Regions from separate parts of the Zea mays genome. Here region 1 is linked to region 2. Evidence: chromatin contacts called from public Hi-C data. All regions are on one chromosome and are shown on one strand. The core of a region is the stretch at or near the end of the contact, and the rest is flanking DNA. Distances in the headings are between cores, read along the strand shown.

Region 1 (4,763 bases), core at 581-3,080, 200 kb before region 2:
TTGGGGATGCCATGTATGCGAATCAACCTGCTGGGTAGGCATCTGTAGTCTGTGATTCTGAGGTTGAGGGTACAATTCAGTTGCTTGATTAGGTTTCTGAGGTAGCTCAACTTGAGCCATGACTTCAGGGTTGTGGACAAGTGGCTGCACACCTTGAACCAAAGGTTCCAACGCCTTGCTCTCTGTGGATTTAGCATGATCCTGGCTTTGCACATAGTACACAGGAGCCTGGTTCAATTGCTGCTGATCATGCTGCGTGCTCAAAGAGACAGGCACCAGGTGCTGCAGAACAAAGCCACCGCTGGTTTGGACCTGCACGGCAGGGGACTGCATCCCATTAACTTGGTGAAGTCGCAAAAGGGCAACCTCATGTTTTGGAGCTTGTGTGATGTGGTCATTTTCCCTTGGCGCAAGCATGGGAAAACCGGTGGCCTCACCCTTCTGATGAGAGGGTGCCTCATGTGCTATTTGAAGTTTGCTGAGTTCTTTTGGAGTTTCAGCCAAGTCCTGCCTATCCTGAAGAACCTGCAAGGATTTGTGGACCTGGCATCCAAAATGTAGATCTAGTTACCAAAGATGCTAGTAGCTGTTAGTCTCAGAGCCAAGTGATACAAATCTCATCTCCGGGAACCATAAGTTGACTCCACTGAATGTACTAGCTTTCAGGGAAATAAATAATCAGTTAAGTCATTTTACACCAAATATTAGTGAGAAATTGGAAATCTCGCACTGTCATTGTCTGCCATTACTCGGCGACATTACCAGAACACTAGCACACCAGTAGTACTCCAGAAGCCAGGTGGTGCACACCGGGATCCAAGATGCACGGAGAAGGCACGCGCGGACGCACCTGTCCGAGGTTCTTGTCGATGCATCTGAAGTTGGTGGTGCTCTCGCTGTGGTAGTCCATGACGTCGCTGCGCAGTTCCCCGATGGACCTCTCGAGCTTGTAGCAGTAGAGCTCGAGCTGCGAAAGCCTGCCCCCGATGCCGTCGAGCGAGTGCAGCAGCGCGTCGGCCTGCTTCCGCATGCACTCCTCCACGGCCGCCATCACGGCTTCCTTTGGGTAGAAGCCGTCCTGATGCGGCGGCGGCTGCGCGTAGGCGGCCACGAACGTCTGCACCATCCTCTCGTCCTGCAAGCCCTGCCCGGCGCGGCACCCCGCACCCCCACCACCAGAAGAGTCGGTCTGTCAGGCGCCGAGTGAAGGAAGGAAATTCGAAACCGAGAGATCGCGACGGGAGCAGAGCACAGAGTGCGGGCACCTCGCGGCGGCGGGGCTGGTCGTAGGAGCAGCGCGCGTCGGGGGGAAGGCCGAAGGCGCCGGAGACGGAGGTGGCGGCGGGGCGCGCGGGGGAAGCCATGCGTAGGCGTTGCGGCTAGGGTTTTGGGTTGGTGCTGTGAAGGGAAGAGGCCTGAGCGGGGGGGTTGGGAATCCGAAGCGGGAGGAGGAAGAGGCGGGGAAAGAGGAGTCGCTGTTGCAGGCAGGAAAAAGCAGAGTCCCAATGTAAAAACAGCCAGATGTCCGTGACTGCGAGGGTGAAAACTGAGGAGGCAAGCAAAGCGGCGGCGGAGCTATAGCGGCGAGAGCTGTGGGTACCGTGGTGGGGTTCGAGGCGCGGGGAGGAATAAAAATGGGGGCAGCGCCGAGCAAGTGGGATAAAAATGGCGGTGGGGCTGGGGAAGCGGAGAGCGAGCGTGGTGGACCTCGGAGAGCGAGACGGATAATGCCAAGCTCTTTGCTTCAGCTCTCGGCGGAGCCCGTCCACATGTGGCCTGAGATCTGGCGAAATCTGGCGTGGGCGGGGTGGGGGTGGCGGTGCAGCGGTGGATAGGGGTGGCCGGGGATGGGGATGAGAACCGACCGAAGGATACCTTGCGTTGCGGACGGCCGTGCCCGTGCTCTGCCCTCTGCTGCTCATGCAGTCCTGCTGCTGTGTGGTGTCTGGGCGAGATGTGATCGGTTTCCGATGACCGCTTTGTTCGGGGTGCTCCATCGCGGTCCACCTCGTGTGCCATGTGCGCGGTTAATCCTGCAGTAATCTTCTTGTAGGGCTGATCTGTTTATAATTTTTAGACTATTTTTTAGCAGCTTACTCATTCATATCTTCATATTCAAACTATACTATACGAAAAATACAGTTTGCATTGCAGGACAATATAAAACAATATTTTAAGTAACCATATAGCTAAACTGTTGGACACGATCATAGATTATTTATATCAAATCATGTAAATTAGATGATTTAGACCGTAAATTACACTATTTACATAGTGAAGTTTAAAATACGAATGGGATATGATAGCTGCTGCAGACAGCCTTCAAAAGACATTCTAGAGTTTTTTAATATGAATATAGTTTTTTTAATTGATATGAATAAAGTTTTTTAACCCAGAATTACACTATTCTTCCTCAATGATATGAATGGAGTTTTTTAAATACCTTCTAACAGCTTATTTATATGGTTATCCAAATATAATCATATTTAATTTTGGGTTTCTCGCTAGCTAAAGATAGAAAACGTGCATGACTCTGTAGAGTGCAAGCAAGATATAGAAAAATTGTTAAAGATTAGAAAAATATAGAAAGTGGTTTTATTTAAATGACTAAATGATAATTTAGAGTGAAATTTAGAAGGCCTTCTAGAGACGCTCGCTATCTCTAGCAGCTCTACTCTCTATAAATAGTATTGTCTATAATACAAAACAGTGCTATAATGTTATGTACAACAGCTCCCAAACGTTGATGCTGTAATTGAGTGTCTCGTACAAGGGTATGGGTGCTAAAAGAAATTGTCTGTTCCAACGGAATATGGATGTGAATGTGGAAATACGTGGAGGGGACAAGTACCAAGAAACTTTTCTGGGGCGTTCGAAATGTTATAAGGTTGTGTTCCACGGATCATCATGTATATGATCGTATAGAACACAACTTTACTCTTTAAAAAATATTATTTATAGAGTGAAGTTTAAAATAAGAAATAAGATAAAATAGAAAAGCTGCTAAAGATAGCTTAGGCTTTATTCAATTAGGGTTGATTGAGAGGAAATGAACTAATTTTCTCTCAATCCCCTCCAAACCCTCCATAATCCCTAGTCACTAAATCAGTTAAAGAGGATTAAATCCACCTATATTTAATTTTGACTAAGAAAAATTTAGTCTCCTTCGATGTAGACCCAACCGAAAAGCCCATGGTCTGCTAGACACCGTACGTTCAATTAGTGTCCACAAGACAATCTACCAAAGATGCCCATGACGAAATAGCCATCTTACTCACCATAGTTATAATTTAACTAGCCATCTTAATCTTACTCTCCTATTTATCATTTAAAGGCCACTTTGGAAACTTAAATCTTCGCAGGGTTCCCAGAGATTAAGGGGAAATTAGCTATTTTTCACTCAATCTCTCGAAATCCAAGCTAGTAACTGTTTAATGCACAACCTGCCGAGGATAAATACTCTCATACAGCCATGACCTGTACCCGACGAAATAGCCATATTACTCCCCCAGTTATCGTTTAACCAGCCATCCTACTCCCCCAGTTATTGTTTAATGCACAAGTTTATCACTGAACTTCGTAAATTTGTTGTTTCTGTAACTGTTTCAGCCCCCACACTACGCACTTTGAGCTCAACCTGTGCATTCATGTATAAAATTGAACCCCAAGTGCAAACTTTGAGCAGTAAATGATCATTTTGATAGTCAGACGATGAAATTAAACCCAAAGGTAAAATTTGAAAGATTGATTTCAGACGAGGAACAACAATGACTATTTTGCCCCTTCTCCCATGCGCGAGAGCTCTTAAAAAAACTTGGGCGTCGTTTTGGATCGATATTTGACATGCATTGCCTCCTGTTTGGATTAAGACCTGTCAAGCCATTGCCAAGCCAGGCAACAAACCGGGAGGCGTGCCTGGCCATACAATCTTTTCGTGCCAGCATCCAAAGAAGCCCAACACAGCCCACCAAGACACAATAATCTAGAATATTATCCAGCCTATAACCAGAGGATAATATTTATGGATTTTCATATTCCTCGAGATTATGACTGCCAAAATGTATTGCGATAAAACAAATCCCCGCAAAACAGCCGAAGTGTTGTGATAAAACCAACCTGTGATCACCTAATAAGAAAGCACATCGTAGAAAACATGACCAGGTGCAACTCGAGTTTCGGCAAAATTCGTTCTCAGGCGACAGTCGACAGGCGAACAGAGGAAGGTACAGCGAAAATGCAACCAAGCTAACCAGCCTCAGTTCCAACATTATGAACAGTTGAGAAGCTCTTCTACATGAAGTGACAAATATATTAGAGTAACTGCAAGTTCTACCACATATACTGATTAGTCAAAGGTGCCCAAAGGTAAAGGGAACCGACCACAGGTGTACAACCAAACAATTCAGAGTGGTAGTCATTTAGAGACTTCATTCCATGGCAAATATCTCCAGTCTATTTTTATCAAGCAAATGGCAACGGATTAGGACTGAAGTATGATGGGGTTATTACACCAAGAACAGCACTGCGCTCTCATGCACCGCTCGCATACAGGCGAGTCCACTCCTTGGCTGCAAATCATATGAAAACTCCCATTGTCAGCTATGGAAATCGGAGGCCAGAAGAGACAGCATTGACTGATTTGTCACCTTCAATTTACCTGTTTCAACAGCTTCTACCTCATTGGATTTCCAGTGCTTTGCAATGTTATCGGAGAGAGGGTCATCTGGATTTGGTGCACTCAGTAGAGCCTGTATACTGAAAGC
Region 2 (4,746 bases), core at 1,162-3,661:
ACGAAGGCCTTCAACCGACGCTTTAGTCAGACATGTGCGTCGTCTGTTCCACATCTATGTAATTTAGTAAGACAATAATTTAACATCAATCCTACTATTCTATTAGATATTGGGCCCCTTTCTTTCGTGGGCCCCCCGGCGGTCGCCTCCGCTGCATGACCCTAGGGCCGGCCGTGATAGTAACTAATAATATGAAGGGAAGTCCTCAAATTGACAATACGCATACGATATCTACGAACATATAAGAACATGACAAAAAAACTAGCGAATGATTTGGTACTCTTCACTGTGTACATGGTACAGAAAAAAAAATGCACATCTAAATAACTAAAGCTATAACTCCAGTATATAACTTGACACGAACTTAATCATGATTTAATTCTAGGTGGGGGAATTAGGGAAAAGAGATAAACCACAAATCACATTAGAGAGTAGGGGTAAAAACGGATCGGGTATACCCGTCACGTACCTGGTACCGGATACGAATTGTATAAATACAAGTTTTTTATACAAATTCAGATACTTTTATATTTTTGACGGATACAATTAGTATTTGGATAGTTTAGCTTCGAATTCGAGTCACTCAATGTCCATGGTGTAATAGTCTTACACATGAACTAAATTGTAGTGAATAATAAGCAATTCATGCACTATCCGGCAAGTATTCAGTATCCTCATATATCCAGTCAAATAATATTTGTATTTGTCACTTGTTTACCCGAATAAATAGTTGATCCATGTATCCATATCAATCCCATCTCTAACGATCCGTATCCGATCTAGAACCCGGTTAAAATACTTTAGGGTAGGATATAGAATGACCTACTATCTGTACGTACCCATTGTTTTCATCCCTACCAATAAGTACTAATGTATAACCGATTGAAGCCACCAACCGATACTAATCTATCAAGCATAGATTAGTATAGATTGGTGACTAACTGGTATTAAAGAGTCTACATAGTAATGGTTGGTAACAATAATTGATACTAAAGCTAGAGGAGATTTTAAAATTGATTGGTGACAAAAATTAGTACTAAAAGTTACCCTTTAGTACCGGTTAGTTGCAAAAATCGGTACTAAAGAGCTCTTTAGTCCCATTTTTGTCACTAACGACATTAAAGGCTCTTTCAGATGTAAAGTAAAAGGGAAATATCTTCTTGATAGTCACAAATAGCTCTATAGCAGAGTGGTAAGGAGGGAATACATGAAAGCCCGACCGTATGCTTTACTTTTAGGGTACCGTTTAGTACCATAACAAAAGAATATGATTTTTAGTCCTGTTTACATAGTATCGGTTAGGAATCTAGTACTATAGTCGGTTCCTAAAGGTTTTTTAGTTGTAGTGATAGTTTCATAGACAATCAATTATGTGGCTTATAGAGAGTTGATAATCACGTCAAGAGAGTTTCACTCTCGAAAAACTTATTTCTTCTCACTTTAGTAAAACATTGGCATGTCATAAAAAAATTCATATGTGGCAAGCTATTTTAAATACAAATAAAACTCTTGTGAAACTTTCGTTGAGACTGACTTTATGAGTTTTATGGTTTCACTTCCAAGATAGTCATATCATCCTTTGTGTTTGGTAAGTGGTAACAACAAGAAGTTTAACCAGATGAAACGACCTTTATCTCTTTTAAAGCATTACATATAAATACTTATAATATCCGGGGGTCAACGCAACGGGAGCCGTACGCAAGCAATGACGCAACGGGCTCCCTCCGGTTACGATGGATGCATGCACGTCCACCTCACGGCTTACGTGTTAAGGGACACGACAGTATTCATGCATCGCCATCTCCGAGGCCTCAAGATTTCCTGCCGCTGGATCAGCATGAAATATCGAGAGAGATCTCACACAGCCGCACAAAGGCACATGTGCGAATGGTGACCCATGCTGCCATGCATGTATAGTGTAGATCGGTTGATCCATCGATCGATCGTTTTAGGTCATATTTGCATACCTAGAGCTAATAATTAGCCAGCTAATAAATTATTAGCTGAGATAAACAATCTAATAAACTAATTGTTAGTTGTGTTGTAGATAACAATTAGTTAGGGATTATTTGAGAGCAAAAATATTGAAGGGGATTAATGGGCCTATAATCCCTTACTATTCAAATAGTAAGAGACTATAGTCACTTTAATTCTCTCTAATATATTTGCTTCCAATCAGACCCTTAGGATGATGTTTGAAATCCAACGACTAATTTTTAGTAGCTAACTATTAGTTTTAAAGGTTCCAAACAATACATTAGTTTGAGTTCACCCCTAAACGTCTATCTCATTATCTTTTTTAAAATATTATATACCATATTAGTTTATAGTATGTCTACAGTATCCCCACGTTATTTTGTATAGTATGCTTAGACTTACTAGTGAAGTAGTGAGTTTGGTCTCTCGGCCCGCGCAAGCCAATCTGAGGCCCCAATCCACGAGGTCCGGCGCGGCCCAACCCCTCCCCCAAGTCTCATGTCCACCCTTGCGCGCGCGTGTACAAAAAGCGGCTCGTCCCCACTCCAGCGGACACGTCTCCTGCCTCTAGATCCAAGCTAACGGACCACTGCTGTCATTGCTGCCTGGGACCGGGAGCAAGAGAACGACGACGAAGAGATCGGCTGAACAAGAGGGTCGCGTAGAGCCATGCTTGCGAGCGCGACGAGGGCAGGGACGTCGTCCACCAAGCCCGGCCTCGCGGAGGGCGCCGTCCGCAGAGCCAGAGCCAGAGCCAGAGCCGGAGACGGCGGCAGCGGCACCCCCATCGTCGTCACCGATGCCGGGCAGGAGGTCACCGTCTCGCAGTTCGTCGCGCAGCTAGGTTCGTTTCGTAAATACAGTAGAAGCCAGTAATGACAGCAATGATCGAGCTAGCGGGATCGTTCACACCCCATTATTATTAATTTAATCTGTAGCGATAGTGATATGAATAAACAGATGAGTGATCACCGCTGACTAGTTGCGTTGTTTTTTTTTTTGACAGATGAGGCGGCCCGGCGGAGGCTGGACAGCATGCACCAGAGGCTGAGGCTGCTGGAGCAGCAGATGGAGACGCTGGAGGCCGAGGTCGGCAAAGCCAGCAGCAGTAGAATTGACACCTACGCCTAGTTATTAGTAGTTACTTTGCTAGGCTCCTGGCAACATCGATCCAGCAGCAGACCGCAGTCCACAGATATTTTTTTCTCGATTAAACCTTTCTCATGTACATGTATAAGCGATTATGGATTATGATCCAAATACTTCCTCACAAAGTAGGACTCTAAATAAATTTTAGTTCAAAAATGAATAGAAAAGAGACACGATTTTAATCCGATCCTTAAATTTTATATTGTAAAATTTAAAACGTATTGTCACCCATATGTACATGAGCGATGATTAATAATATATATGATTGACAATATATAAAAAAGAGAAGCACGGTTGCACCTAATAAACTCATGTGCAGAGCAACCCTAGAACCAGGAGTCCAGGTTGAGGTTGAGAACCTCCACAATCTCTACTACTTATTAAGTAAGCAATAGTAGTCTGCCTCCCTGCGTTCTGCCGTTCTGCCGTTCTGCCTCCCATCTATTTGGACCGTCCGTTTCTATTACCTATGCCATCCAGCCGCACGCGCCATCCAGTCGTGCCCGCCCCCTTCCTCTCCCCCACCCCGCACCAACCGCTCGCCTCATCTGCACCACCCCTCCACAGACTCCCAGCCGAAACCCTATCTTGCGGTGGGCGGTAGCGACTGCGCGCGACGTGGAGGAGGCACCCCCACCCTCCACACGGCTCATCGCGCTCCAACCCGCTTGCCGGGCCGCATCGTCTCCGAGACGTTCCGCCTCGGCCTCCCCGGCGTGCGCTGGTTCGTCTTGGGCGACGACGACACCGTCTTCTTCCCGGACAACCTCCTCACCGTGCTCAACAAGTTCGACCACCGCCAGCCCTACTACATCGGCTCCCTCTCCGAGAGCCACCTGCAGAACATCTACTTTTCCGGCGTACGGCGGCGGCGGCTTCGCCATCAGCCGGCCGCTGGCCGAGGCGCTCGCGCGGATGCAGGATGGCTGCCTCCGCCGGTACCCGGCGCTATGCGGCAGCGACGACCGGATCCAGGCGTGCATGGCGGAGCTGGGCGTGCCGCTCACCAAGCACCCGGGGTTCCACCAGTACGAAGCCGCTCCAGATCTGCGCGTCCAGGTTGTGGCGGCGATGATCGAGGACTAGATCCACGTCCAGGCTGCTGCGGCGACGGCGGAGGCCTCAATCCGGGTCTAAACCAAGGTCATGGTGGCGACGAAGGTGGAGGCCGAGGTGGAGGGCGATGCTTCCACTCGCGATGGTTCTACTGCCCCTGCCCCTCTCCCACGCGTACATCTTGGTTCTACTGCCCCTCTCCCACTCCCCCGTCCACGCGGCACTGCCCCTCTCCCACTCCCCCGTCCACGCCTGCCACGGGGGAGAGGGAAGCAATCTCCACGATCATCGCCCCGCCTTGAATCGCGCTTGGATCCCCTTCCATCCTTGGCACCATTGGCCCTTCCATCCTTGGCGCCCTCCGTCCAACGGCAGCGATCCCATTCCATTGGCCGGCCATCTCCGCCTCCCTTCCACAAGAACACCTGCGCGCCTCCCTTCCATCCGCCATCTTCACTCTTGGATCCCCTTCTAGGCGTTAGAGCCCGCCATCTGCCTTAGGTCTACAGCAAGCACAGATTACAGCAAGCCCACCATCTATTTAAGAAATCCTCCTTGTGTAAC

The links. A called contact is a pair of places that touch in the nucleus more often than the background predicts.
Region 1: a contact with region 2 is called in a Hi-C map of leaf, with 6 times the contacts expected there. The contact joins the promoter of LOC100194193 here to the promoter of LOC103651368 in region 2. A contact is called at or near these places in 2 of 25 Hi-C or Micro-C datasets (bundle sheath and leaf).

The regions. Positions count from the first base shown.
Region 1 is chr3:215,437,588-215,442,350 of Zm-B73-REFERENCE-NAM-5.0, reverse strand. It overlaps LOC100194193 (Hydroxyproline-rich glycoprotein family protein), which reads right to left and starts at 1,830. Exons shown (of 3, transcript NM_001279438.2): 1 at 1,266-1,830; 2 at 851-1,144; 3 at 1-543. The coding sequence starts at 1,364. LOC103651370 (ubiquitin-conjugating enzyme E2 36) reads right to left here. Exons shown (of 8, transcript NM_001347940.1): 7 at 4,658-4,755; 8 at 4,288-4,568. The coding sequence ends at 4,531.
Region 2 is chr3:215,241,144-215,245,889 of Zm-B73-REFERENCE-NAM-5.0, reverse strand. It overlaps LOC103651368, which reads left to right and starts at 2,411. Exons shown (of 2, transcript XM_008676992.4): 1 at 2,411-2,821; 2 at 2,984-3,402. The coding sequence starts at 2,647. The coding sequence ends at 3,108.